Linked DNA regions of Zea mays: region 2 is linked to region 1. The links are chromatin contacts, called in public Hi-C maps. All regions are on one chromosome and are shown on one strand. The core of a region is the stretch at or near the end of the contact, and the rest is flanking DNA. Distances in the headings are between cores, read along the strand shown.

Region 1 (5,792 bases), core at 1,117-3,616:
ATCAAAACTAGTTCCAATGCCAGGGGGCATTATACTTAATCCTCAACAGTGGAAAAAAGAACTCTAAATCAACTGAAAACTCAAGCAGAGTGCTTAGAAACTATTGTCATGACTGTAAAATTTCAAGAACAGGGTCAAGGGAGATTTTCTTTCCACATGTAACAATAAAAAATTGGGTGCTTGCTCATATCTGATGGACTAAAATCAGTTGTCACCCAGAGAATAGTCCAGCTAAATTATAGCTGTACCCTACCAGAACAAACTAAGAACCACTTTCATTAATCATTGTTAAGCCAACTATATGTGGAATCAACAGTTCATGCTGAACTGCTGAATACTAAATAATTACAACAAAAATATTACTTATGGTTCTTCTCTAGCACATACTAGTAAAAATAAAAAATATATATATCTCAGCAAATAAAGTGCACATAGCATGATTCAGAGTTGTCATATTCCAGCAATAATAAAAGTTAAATAGCTAACAAATTTTGGTAGTGAGGCCTACAAAATCTGGACAGGTATAATACTAGAACAGGTGCACTACCTTCTCCCATTTGTTAATACCATGATCAATATTCTCCCATTTTCAGAGAAGGAATTGCTCCAGGACCAGACAATACACCATGGCCCAGAACAAGCAGATAACTACAAATTATCACTCTAGAAGCATAACATCACAATCTCTAAATTCTAAAATATATATATTCTTACTTAGCTGTTTCATTGAGCCATTGAGAGTTGTAGATCATTTTAAATATTATTTAAAGATGTGAATACAGCCAAAAGTATGAACAGCATGATATCCAATGCTGAATATCATGAGTATTCTGCCAGAATTAACATCAACCCAAAGCAAGTAATACATACAGTTTGACATGGTAGTATGTTACTGGTGTCATGACTAGAAACGGGAACCAATGCAATGTCAAGAGGAAAGAAGCACACAGGGCCCCTTGGAGTGAGTATTCTATCAGCACCACAGCGTTGATGCGAGACGATGAATCATATGGGTTGATATAATCATACTCCAAATCTGACAGACAGATAAGCTGGTATAAAAGCAGAAAGAAAAAAATCAGTTGAATAAATCAGCAAGACTGGATCAGGTAACAAGAGGCCAGGCAAATCAGTCCATAAATGACTAAATTTACTTATAAACACTACAAGTCGTGTATCAATATTGAGGGCCCTTTTTGGATACAACAGCTAATTATTAGCTACCTAAAATGAGCTAAAATTAGCTTTAGTGTATCCAAATAGGAGGGCTAATAAACAGGCTGATTTTTAGTCAAGCCTTCAACCAGTTGTTAGCCAACTAGCTAGCCAAACTTTAATTTGAGCTAATTTTTAGACCAATTAATAACTACCACTAGCTCATCCAAACAGGCCCTAAATATGAGCTGTTTTGCTGCCAACTGCCATCATGGTTAGGCTTTATTTCTGATCTGGTGAGGCTGAAGTCACTGATCAATCATGTTGAGAGCTTTAGACACTATAAGTGGTGATGACTCAACTGCCACAGATGACAAGCTGGTTTGACACCAAGTAAAGGAATACAGTCATGAGATGTATGATTACATCAATCAAGTCCTAGCAGGTGGAACTAACATTCCAAACAGAAAAAAAGGCAGTAGCAGCATGAACAAGATACCGCCTTATAGAGAAAAAAATCAAGATTTACAAAGACGATTTCTTTTTGCAATTTTATAACAGAATCTAGGAGCTAGAAGTCGACAGGAAAAATATATTTTCTCTGGAAAAAGAAAGAAAATCCGGGAGTTTATCTCGTCACCATCCTCCGCCGAATGAATGACGAGAAGAACACCATTGACTAAACTCCGCATCAAATCCCCACAAAATCACGGCAGCCTTAGGCCGAAAGCGGGCAGAGCTTCGCCGATTGCGCGCAAGATTTGGACCACACTCTAACTTCAAAAAAAAAAGATTTGGACCGCACTCGCCGTCACAGGGTGAACAATTAATAGATGCAACAGGGTTGTTAGGCTTGCCTGGTATGCGGTGAGGCCGATGAGGACCATGACGGAGACGAAGGAGAAAAGCCACAGGATGAGCTCCACAGACATGGCTGCCGTGAGGGTTGACGACTCCTCGCCAACAGCCTGGCGAGCAATCGATCTAAGAACGCTGGCGCTCCGTCCGCTTTGCTTCTCGCGAGGGTTCCAAATGGATGGGCCCTAGACCAGCTTGGTGACTCAGCTCGCCCCGCGGATACAATGGCGCTGTGGGCGCTGGAGACGGGAGAAGCGGCGGCGGCGGCGGCGGGTTGGGATGGGGAGACCGAGAGATGGGAGAGGATGGGTCCTGCTTTGCTACTTGCGTTGCGTGCGACGAGAGTGGGTCAGATATCCACAGCGTCACACGGTACACTGCTGTATGCTGCACTGCATGCCATTCGAAGGCAGTACAAACGACAGTTCACTCCTGACTTTTGGACCTTTTTTCTCGTACACGATGAGAAAAAAGATAGTACTTTCCGTCCTAAAAAGAAATCGAAACTTCTAAAATTTTATTGAAATATATTGTTGGTATAGATATTGTGTCGTACTACAGTGTAATTAGAAGTTTAACTTTCTGTTTTATAGACCATCATATGTCTTAAGTATATTTGGTAGTTTAGATATTCTTCTAAACTATTATGTATGTTAATGATATTTGCTAGTTTAGAATTTTAGATTTTATGTCTCATAAATTGATATATATATATATATATATATATATATATATATATATATATATATATATATATATATATATATATATATATATATATATATATGTCGGGGACCATAATTAGGGGTACCCTCAAGACGCCTAATTCTCAGCTGGTAACCCCCATCAGCATAAAGCTGCAAAGGCCTGATGGGTACGATTAAGTCAGGGATCAGTCCACACGAGTGACTCGATCACGCTTCACCCGAGCCTAGCCTCGGCCAAGGGCAGCCGACCTCGAGAGACTTCCGTCTCGCCCGAGGCCCCCTTTTTATGGCGGACACATCACCGGCTCGTCCGAGGCCTTGGCTTCGCTCAGAAGCAACCTTGACTAAATCGCCACACCGACTGACCAAATTGCAGGGGCATTTAACGCAAAGGTGGCCTGACACCTTTATCCTGACACGCGCCCCCGGCAGAGCCGAAGTGACCGCCGTCACTCCACCGCTCCACTGGCCAGTCTGACAGAAGGACAGCGCCGCCTGCGCCACTCCGACTGCAGTGCCACTCGACAGAGTGAGTCTGACAGGCAGTCAAGCCTTGCCAAAGGCGCCACGGCGAACTCCGCTCCGCCCGACCCCAGGGCTCGGACTCGGGCTAAGACCCGGAAGACGGCGAACTCCGCTCCGCCCGACCCCAGGGCTCGGACTCGGGCTAAGACCCGGAAGACGGCGAACTCCGCTCCGCCCGACCCCAGGGCTCGGACTCGGGCTAAGACCCGGAAGACGGCGAACTCCGCTCCGCCCGACCCCAGGGCTCGGACTCGGGCTAAGACCCGGAAGACGGCGAACTCCGCTCCGCCCGACCCCAGGGCTCGGACTCGGGCTAACACCCGGAAGACGACGAAACTCCGCTCCGTCCGACCCCAGGGCTCGGACTCGGGCTAACACCCGGAAGACGACGAAACTCCGCTTCGCCCGACCCCAGGGCTCGGACTCCGCCCTGGCCTCGGCCGAACGACTTCCGCCTCGCCCGACCCCTTGGCTCGGGCTCGGCCACGGCAACGGAAGGCAGACTCAACCTCGGCTTCGGAGGAACCCCCACGTCGCCCTGCCTAGGGCACAGACCGCCACGTCAACAGGAAGCGCCATCATCATCCTACCCCGAATCGACTCGGGTCACGGAGAACAAGACCGGCGTCTCATCCGGCCAGCTCCGCCGGAGGGGCAATGATGGCGCTCCACAAGCTCTATGACGACGGCGGCCCCCAGCTCTCTTACGGAAGCAGGACGACGTCAGCAGGGACTCGACCGCTCCAACAGCTGTCCCTCCGCCAGGCTCCGCCGCACCTCCGACAGCCACGACATCACGCCAGCAGGGTGCCCAGATCTCTCCGGCTGCCACATTGGCATGTACCTAGGGCGCTAGCTCTCCCTCCGCTAGACACGTAGCACTCTGCTACACCCCCCATTGTACACCTGGATCCTCTCCTTACGACTATAAAAGGGAGGACCAGGGCCTTCTCAGAGAAGGTTGGCCGCGCGGGACCGAGGACGGGACAGGCGCTCTCTTGGGGCCGCTCGCTTCCCTCACCCGCGTGGACGCTTGTAACCCCCCTACTGCAAGCGCACCTGACCTGGGCGCGGGACGAACACGAAGGCCGCGGGACTTCCACCTCTCTCACGCTCGACTCCGGCCACCTCGCCTCTCCCCCCTTCGCGCTCGCCCACGCGCTCGACCCATCTGGGCTGGGGCACGCAGCACACTCACTCGTCGGCTTAGGGACCCCCCTGTCTCGAAACGCCGACAGTTGGCGCGCCAGGTAGGGGCCTGCTGCGTGCTGACGAACAGCTCCCCGTCAAGCTCCAGATGGGCAGTCTCCAGCAACCTCTCCGGCCCGGGACGGTGCTTCGTTTCGGGACTCTGGAGTTCATGTCCTTCGACGGCAGCTACGACATGATACTTCTTCCACCGCCGCGCGACTACGATAATGGCGGCCGACAACCCGCCCGCCGGCGGCGGAATCGACGACGTCTTCCCCGCGTGGTGGAAGGGCAACATTCGGGCTCGCTCCGTTCTCTCCCCCGCCAACGGAGGAGGAGGCGGGGCCGTCAAGGCCAGGTGGGAGGCCGCGCTTCGTCGGCCGTCGAGCGAATCGACGCCCCCGACGCCCCGACGGAAGGCACGCCGGACGTCGACCTCGCGTTCAAGACGGAGGCAAGCGCCGTCCCCCCGCGGCACGCTGACCCCGAGCAAGAAGACGACGCCGGCGCGCTCGCGGAAAGCCTGCAGGACGTCGCCCTCGAACCAGAGATGACGGTGCAACCAGTCCCCGATGTGACTACGTCGCTCCTCGTCGACCAAAAGGTACCGACTAACTCCCATCTTGCGTCATTTCGACTCGGCCTCAACCCGCCAAACGACCTCGTTTTGGCGGGAGCTCTCATTGAGGCGAATGCAACCCCACTGAGGTTCTGTATGCGGTCGCCTTGGGACCGACTGACGGACGTCTCGACCTATGGGCCCTCTGGGTCCGAGGAAGATGACGATCCCAGCATCGGTTGGGATTTCTCCGGACTTGGTAACCCCAGTGCCGTGCGGGACTTCATGACCGCATGTGACTACTGCCTATCCGACTGTTCCGATGGAAGCCGCAGCCTTGGCGACGAGAGCTGCGGCCCAAGCCGCGAATGTTTCCACATCGAGCTAGGGGATCCCTCCGAAGGCAACCATCTTGGCATGCCGGAGGACGGTGATCTCCCTAGGCCGGTGCCTCGCGCCGACATCCCACGGGAGCTAGCTGTGGTCCCCGCTCCGGCGGGGGGTTACGACCCACAACTCGAGCAAGTCCGCGAGGCGCAGGCCAGGCTCAACGAGGGAACAGGAGCGCTTGAGCCGATCCGTCGGGACGTCGGACAGGCATGGGTGGGCCAACCCCTGGCCGGAGAAATACGTCATCTGCCCCAAGGTCTCCAGCACCGCGTCGCCAACGATGTCAGGATCAGGCCGCCGCCCGCATCCAGCGGGGTTGGTCAGAACCTGGCAACCGCAGCAATGCTCATCCGCGCGATGCCGGAGCCGTCAACCACCGAGGGTCGGCGAATCCAGGGAGAACTCAA
Region 2 (5,792 bases), core at 1,940-4,439, 200 kb before region 1:
AAAGACAGGGTAATATCTGAATTTGGTGGATATCAGAAAAGAAATTTTATACCCTAAATTCAGGGTTTTACACTTTCCTAGTAACTAATAAACAAAAAATGTGGAGAAACTAAACCTTGAACTAAACATGAAAAGGAGAGAGAGGAGAGACAATATCTAACCATTTTAAGCAACCTCATTTAAATAAATAAATAAAAAAAACTAGCTATACTAAGCTTTCTAACACATGGTGAAAGCCTAGTTCCAAAATGTGGCTAAAATTGAGCAAAAATGAATAAATTTGGCAAGAGAAACATAATTAAACCAACCTTTATAGCAACTAATAAAAAATCTTAATTATCAAACCTATCTTCCTCTATCTCTCCATAAAAACACATGCACCATTCATTAAACAACTAAAATATAACATGGATAAACTAAGTTGAGAACTAAACATGTAAAGGGAAAGACGAGAGACAAAATGTAACCATCTTAAGCAACCTAATTGGATGAAATACAGAAAATAACCTAGCTATAGTCTTCTCTCCCACATATAGTTAAATCTTAGGTCCAAAATGTGGCTAAAATTGAACTAGAATGAACAAAAATTGGCAAGAGAAACATAAACCAACTTTTCTTAGCAACCTCTTTCCAAAAATGAAGATCAAACCCCGTTGTATTTTGTGAAATCTACAATGGAAGGTGGCTACGAGAAACAGTACTGATCGAGGAGGAAGAACAAGTATTTACACAATAAAGGTCACATACGGTTGGAATAAGCAACCGTCGGTGCAAACACATTTCCACTAGCGGTTGTTGTAATTGAACCGCCAGTGATAATCTAGTTTCCACTAGCGCTTCCATTACAACAACAGCTAGTGGAAATGGACGGTTTTCATTGACGGCTGTGTTAAGAAAACCAGCAGTGAAAATGTGTTTCTACTCACGATTCTTTAATCGGGCCAACCAGTTTATTACCGCTCGCGCGCGATAATTGATACAGGCTCTAAAAAGTGGAACCCACCGTAAACTAGTGAATATAGCCCACCATATTGAACCGACAAATTGCAACATTTAGGACTAGTTTGGTAACCTTATTTTTGCAAAAGGATTTTCATTTTCCCAAGTAAAATTAGTTCATTTTCCCTTAGGAAAATAGGAATCCCTTGGAAAAAAATGAAATTTCCAAACTAGTACTTAGAAAATTCCTAGCTCACCTAGAAATTCAGTTTTTGTTGCGAACCAAAATGTGCATAACAAAGAGAAACTATGATCTAAAAAATGCAGTACAAAATATCTTTGAACTCACCGGTTAATATGTTTTGAAAAATTCGTATACTTTTTACCAGTTTGTACTCACCCAAGATATACGTAGGTCACATCACTACTGAATCAATCTTTCCAATGAGTGCTACACGGAGAAATGGATACGCATAAATTCCAAGACTAATTCGGTGCTGTCCGCGCTGGATACCTATTGGAACAAACACCCTTTTGTGGCAGGACCTCCACTGTGATATGTTTATTTTTCAGCAAAGCCTATTGCTAGTGCTTTACGAACTAATCCGTATAATTTATACTCGACATCACGTCACTCTGCACTGAATCGATTCAGATTAGAACACAACAGTCCTTGTGGGCTTGACACCCAAAATGCATGTGGTCCATTTTGTAGCTGTAAGTCGTCTTGTGTAACCTGCCGATAACAAAACAAACCCTAGAATCTCTCTTCACTAATGGGATTAGATCCAGATGTCGTTGGTGAATGTCGTCGATTCTGCGCACACGCGGACCGTTCCACTACCAAAAGCGGACCGTCCGGCTTCCGCACTGAGAAGATCCCGCTCCTGCCTCATGTCGTGGATCGTCCGACTCTAGACCACGGACCGTCTGTGTTGTCGCAGAGAACACTGCCATCCATATACCTTACAGTGATTGGCGTCCAGATTGACACCAACAGAGTGCTTGTGGGCTTGACACCCAAAATGCATGTGGTCCATTTATATTATTGAGAGCTCAGGATGAACCAGCGTTCTCGTCGCAGTTCTATCCTCAACATCATCTCTCTTTTCAGTATGGGAGGGGATTCATTTGTATTTTGCAAGACTACGCAAGAGAAGTCTTTGTTGGTCCAGTCCAGTGGGCAGCAGAGAGTTACAGGCAGGCAGATCCAGGTGCTTTGATGGGTGGGGCCCCCCTGGATGCACTAATGGCAGACCCGATCGGCCCACTCCAGATCTTGTCTGAAGATTATTCGTGCAATCATCTTTCGTCTGACTGTACTTGTTTTTACTGGCCACTTGCGCCGGGTGAGCACAGACGTCAAGGCACTTCTCACGTGGCTTGGCTACTTTGGTGACGTCAGTTGCGACAGCGGATTGTCGTGGATGTGGATGCAGTCCTGGTCCATGCTCTGCAGCAACACACATCCTGTCCGATTTTTAAGACGGGGAAGTTTGGGCAGACCGACACAAGGCATTATTCACAGCTAGTACTAGATCAACTTTGAAGTTTCTCTTCATTAGTTAGTTAGTTAGTTAGTAGAAGAATCAATCCTTGCAAATAATAGAAACATAAAGGTGTTAGCTGCGACGATGTGTCAAAGATAAGACATGCCATAATCTGCTAAGAGACTAGAAGTTTGATTTGAGTGTTAGGGAATAATCCAAATATGGATCAAACAATATAACGAGCCATGTCTCTTCCAATGTGACTTACAAGATATAGATATGGGATCGACAGAATATGCATGTATCTTCCGAAATTAACTCTATCTCTCGACAACACCATTTGCAAACACATGTGATGGAACGATGAATATGCATGTCAATCAAAACGCTAGATTTTTTTTTTCCAACTCATGTCTAGCTCTGGTGTCACTTGTTAGCAAATAAAGTAAATATACAAGGAGAGTTGAAAATACATTAAATCATCTCTCTTTCCATGTGACTTATAAAATATCTCGCTGCAATACGGAAACAAATCAACTAATTATCACAACAGAATTCAGGTCATATTCAATATGGAAGGAGGAAACGCATGCAAGCAAGATATGAAGATAGGAGGGCAGAACAGGTAGGAATTCGGTTGTTCAATACATTGTTCTCTTTCATCACAAGTCGTACTTCCTGGGATCACTCTCTACAAGCCCACTGATGCCTGGAACTCTTGGGCCAAGTGCTGTTACCCGATGGGCTTCAGTGTCCAGCCCATTTACTTCTGGTGTTCCGTCTACAGAGGTCTGGCCCAGGACAACGGTCTCTCCCCCTTTATATCCATCCTGCTTGCCCTGAAGCACCAGGGTGCCTTGGGAAAGCAGCATGGCAACGCCTCCAAATCCTCCCATGTCGCCTAGGAACGCGGCAGACGCCCCGACCACTTTATCAAACCCTGCAAGGAGACACTGTTGCCTCATGCAAATACACGATGCTGCAATTCCTGTTCTGGAATTAATTTCGTGGCCATCCAATGATGTAGGGCAATTCGGCAACAGTTCTGAGACACGGGAATGAATAGCTTGCTGCTGGGAGACATGGAAAACCGGATGGACCTGAGAGTGTTTGGGCAGTTCGAGCTTGTATTGTAAGTGACCGGTCCAATGCGAGACTGAATTTGAAACGACTCAAACAACTTCAAAGCAAGTTTTTCATTGACTCAAAGAGCTCGCAAGAGATGCTGCTGAATCAAGTTCTGCATCACCGGCCTGTGCTTCTCCTCAAGCAGTCCGCGAGTGCCAGCCTGCCAGCGAAGGACAAGCAGCATACGAACGGGCACCAAAAAGAGCCTCAAACGGGAAACGATTTGGGAGCTGAATGCCAACTAGATTACTAGAATTGCACCAGAATTCCGCCAACTACAGCCAATGGTACCATTTCTACGGAGCAGCTTTCCCCCTAACAAAAGTTTAGTCCATGTCACCGTGGATATTACAATGATAGTTACGAGTATTATACATAGTTTAATGACAAAACTAATCATACATATGAAGATTTAACGGCGAGATGAATTTATTAACCCTAATTAATTTATGGTTACCAAATATTTACGGTAAGTAACATCACATGGGTGATTCATGGATTAATTAGGATTAATAGGTTTGTCTTGTCACTTAGCCCTTATCTATGTAATTAATTTTGTAACTAGGTTATATTTAATACTTATAACTAACATCTAAACATTAGATATGACGGGACTAAGGGTGTGTTTGGTTGTAGAGTTAACTAGAATGGAACGACTTCATTCTAGCTTTTGAGAATATAGCAATTCTATTCTGCGTTTGGCAAGTAGAACAGAGCCGCTTCATTTTTTGTTTAGTTGAATAGTAGAATAGAGCGCAGATACTCCGTTCTTTGTTTGATTAGGGAGTCATATGAGTGTAGAGAGGAGGAGAGAGATGAGCGCAGATACTATTTATGGTAAATTTTCATATTAAGACTCCAGGAGCCACCTCGCTTATCTTTTGTTGGAAACTAAGCATCTAGAAAATAGGAATAGAACCACTCCATTCTCATCTACTCAACCAAACACACCTTTTAGTTACGTGGATCCAAACTCCACCTAACCCGCTCTATTTTTGTGTCGGCCTATGGATTGTGCATCAGTCCGCGGAAGGTAATACGATCTCATCTTTAGAGTGGCACCAGCTAGCTTGAACAATTCCTGGCATAATTTGGTGAGAAATATCTTGTCACAGTCCGAGACAATGGAGTCAGGAAGCCCATAAAGTCTGTAAACTTGTTGCATGAACGATTGTGCCACTCCAAAAGCAACGAATAGATGCTTAGACTGTCTCCAATAGATCGTACAAATGGTCGTGCAAAACACTGTTTTGCACTGTAGACTTCACAGTTTATATAGTGAAGTTTAAAATAGAAGATAGGATAAGAGATAGGATGGATAACCTGCTGGCGACCACGTTAAGTGACAGGAATTAAGTAAAATTAGAGAATCTATCCACAACCATCAGAACATGATTGTACGCTCGGACATTTGTAGAGCTTCCACAAAATCGATGGAGATGGACTGCTGAGCGAAGGAAGTGCCAGTGGTGGTAACAAACTCAGGTATTTGGCACAATTAGCTTTGGGATTGGTAGCAGGGGGGACAACTGGCCACGAAGATGTGCTACTTGAGGTTCGACCATGAAAAGAGACGATGCATCGGGCATTGCTCAACTTGTCCACCAATTGATATAAACGTGCATGAGAGTAGTGAGACAATGCAATGGCAACAATATAAACGCCCGCGTACTAGGTACTATAGTACTGCAGGACGGTGCATATATATGATTAATATAATATAATAGGTTGGTATTTACTCCGTTCAAAAATATAGGTCATTATGCTTTTTATACTACTTTCAGAAGTTTTTATAGAGGATCTAGAAAGTATATTAATAATTACAATATCAAATTTATGCAATATCAACAAATATATTCTATAGTGGATTTAGTGAAAATAATTTGTACTGTGGATACGTTCTTCTTTATAAAACGTTGAAACGTTTTATGTCCGACCCCTGGCCCTGGCTATAGCTACTCACTTTGTCGTCTCGTGTTACACTTACACGCAAAAATATATGCCACCGTCCGGTGTGCATGCGTCCATCAATTATTATCAATGCATTCTCAGCCCCATGCATCATATATATTTCACGAGTTCAGCCCAGTCGTCCCCTTCAGTGCGCATGCATGCCATTAGCTAGTTGGCCCATCTCGATAGCGTTGCAACCTTGGCCCTCAAGAAGATGCCATTAGCTAGTTGGCTCTCTATTGTTTTCATGGATTTCATTCGGTCTCCGATACAAGGCTAGCT

Evidence for each region. Hi-C and Micro-C count contacts between places; a contact is called where the count stands out from the background.
Region 2: a Hi-C map of tassel shows a contact between it and region 1, with 2.5 times the contacts expected there. The contact joins the enhancer-like site here to the promoter of LOC100282018 in region 1. A contact is called at or near these places in 2 of 25 Hi-C or Micro-C datasets (ear and tassel).

The regions. Positions count from the first base shown.
Region 1 is chr6:25,409,477-25,415,268 of Zm-B73-REFERENCE-NAM-5.0, reverse strand. LOC100282018 reads right to left here and starts at 2,366. Exons shown (of 5, transcript NM_001371814.1): 1 at 2,013-2,366; 2 at 871-1,052. The coding sequence starts at 2,087.
Region 2 is chr6:25,607,013-25,612,804 of Zm-B73-REFERENCE-NAM-5.0, reverse strand. No RefSeq gene overlaps it. Among protein-coding and RNA genes, the nearest start is that of LOC100277767, 110 kb to the right of the region's middle. Within about 2 kb of position 3,189, at least 16 of the 20 cell types and tissues checked have an H3K27ac peak or open chromatin away from gene starts, as enhancers often do. A contact at or near this core is called in ear and tassel, where this site is marked.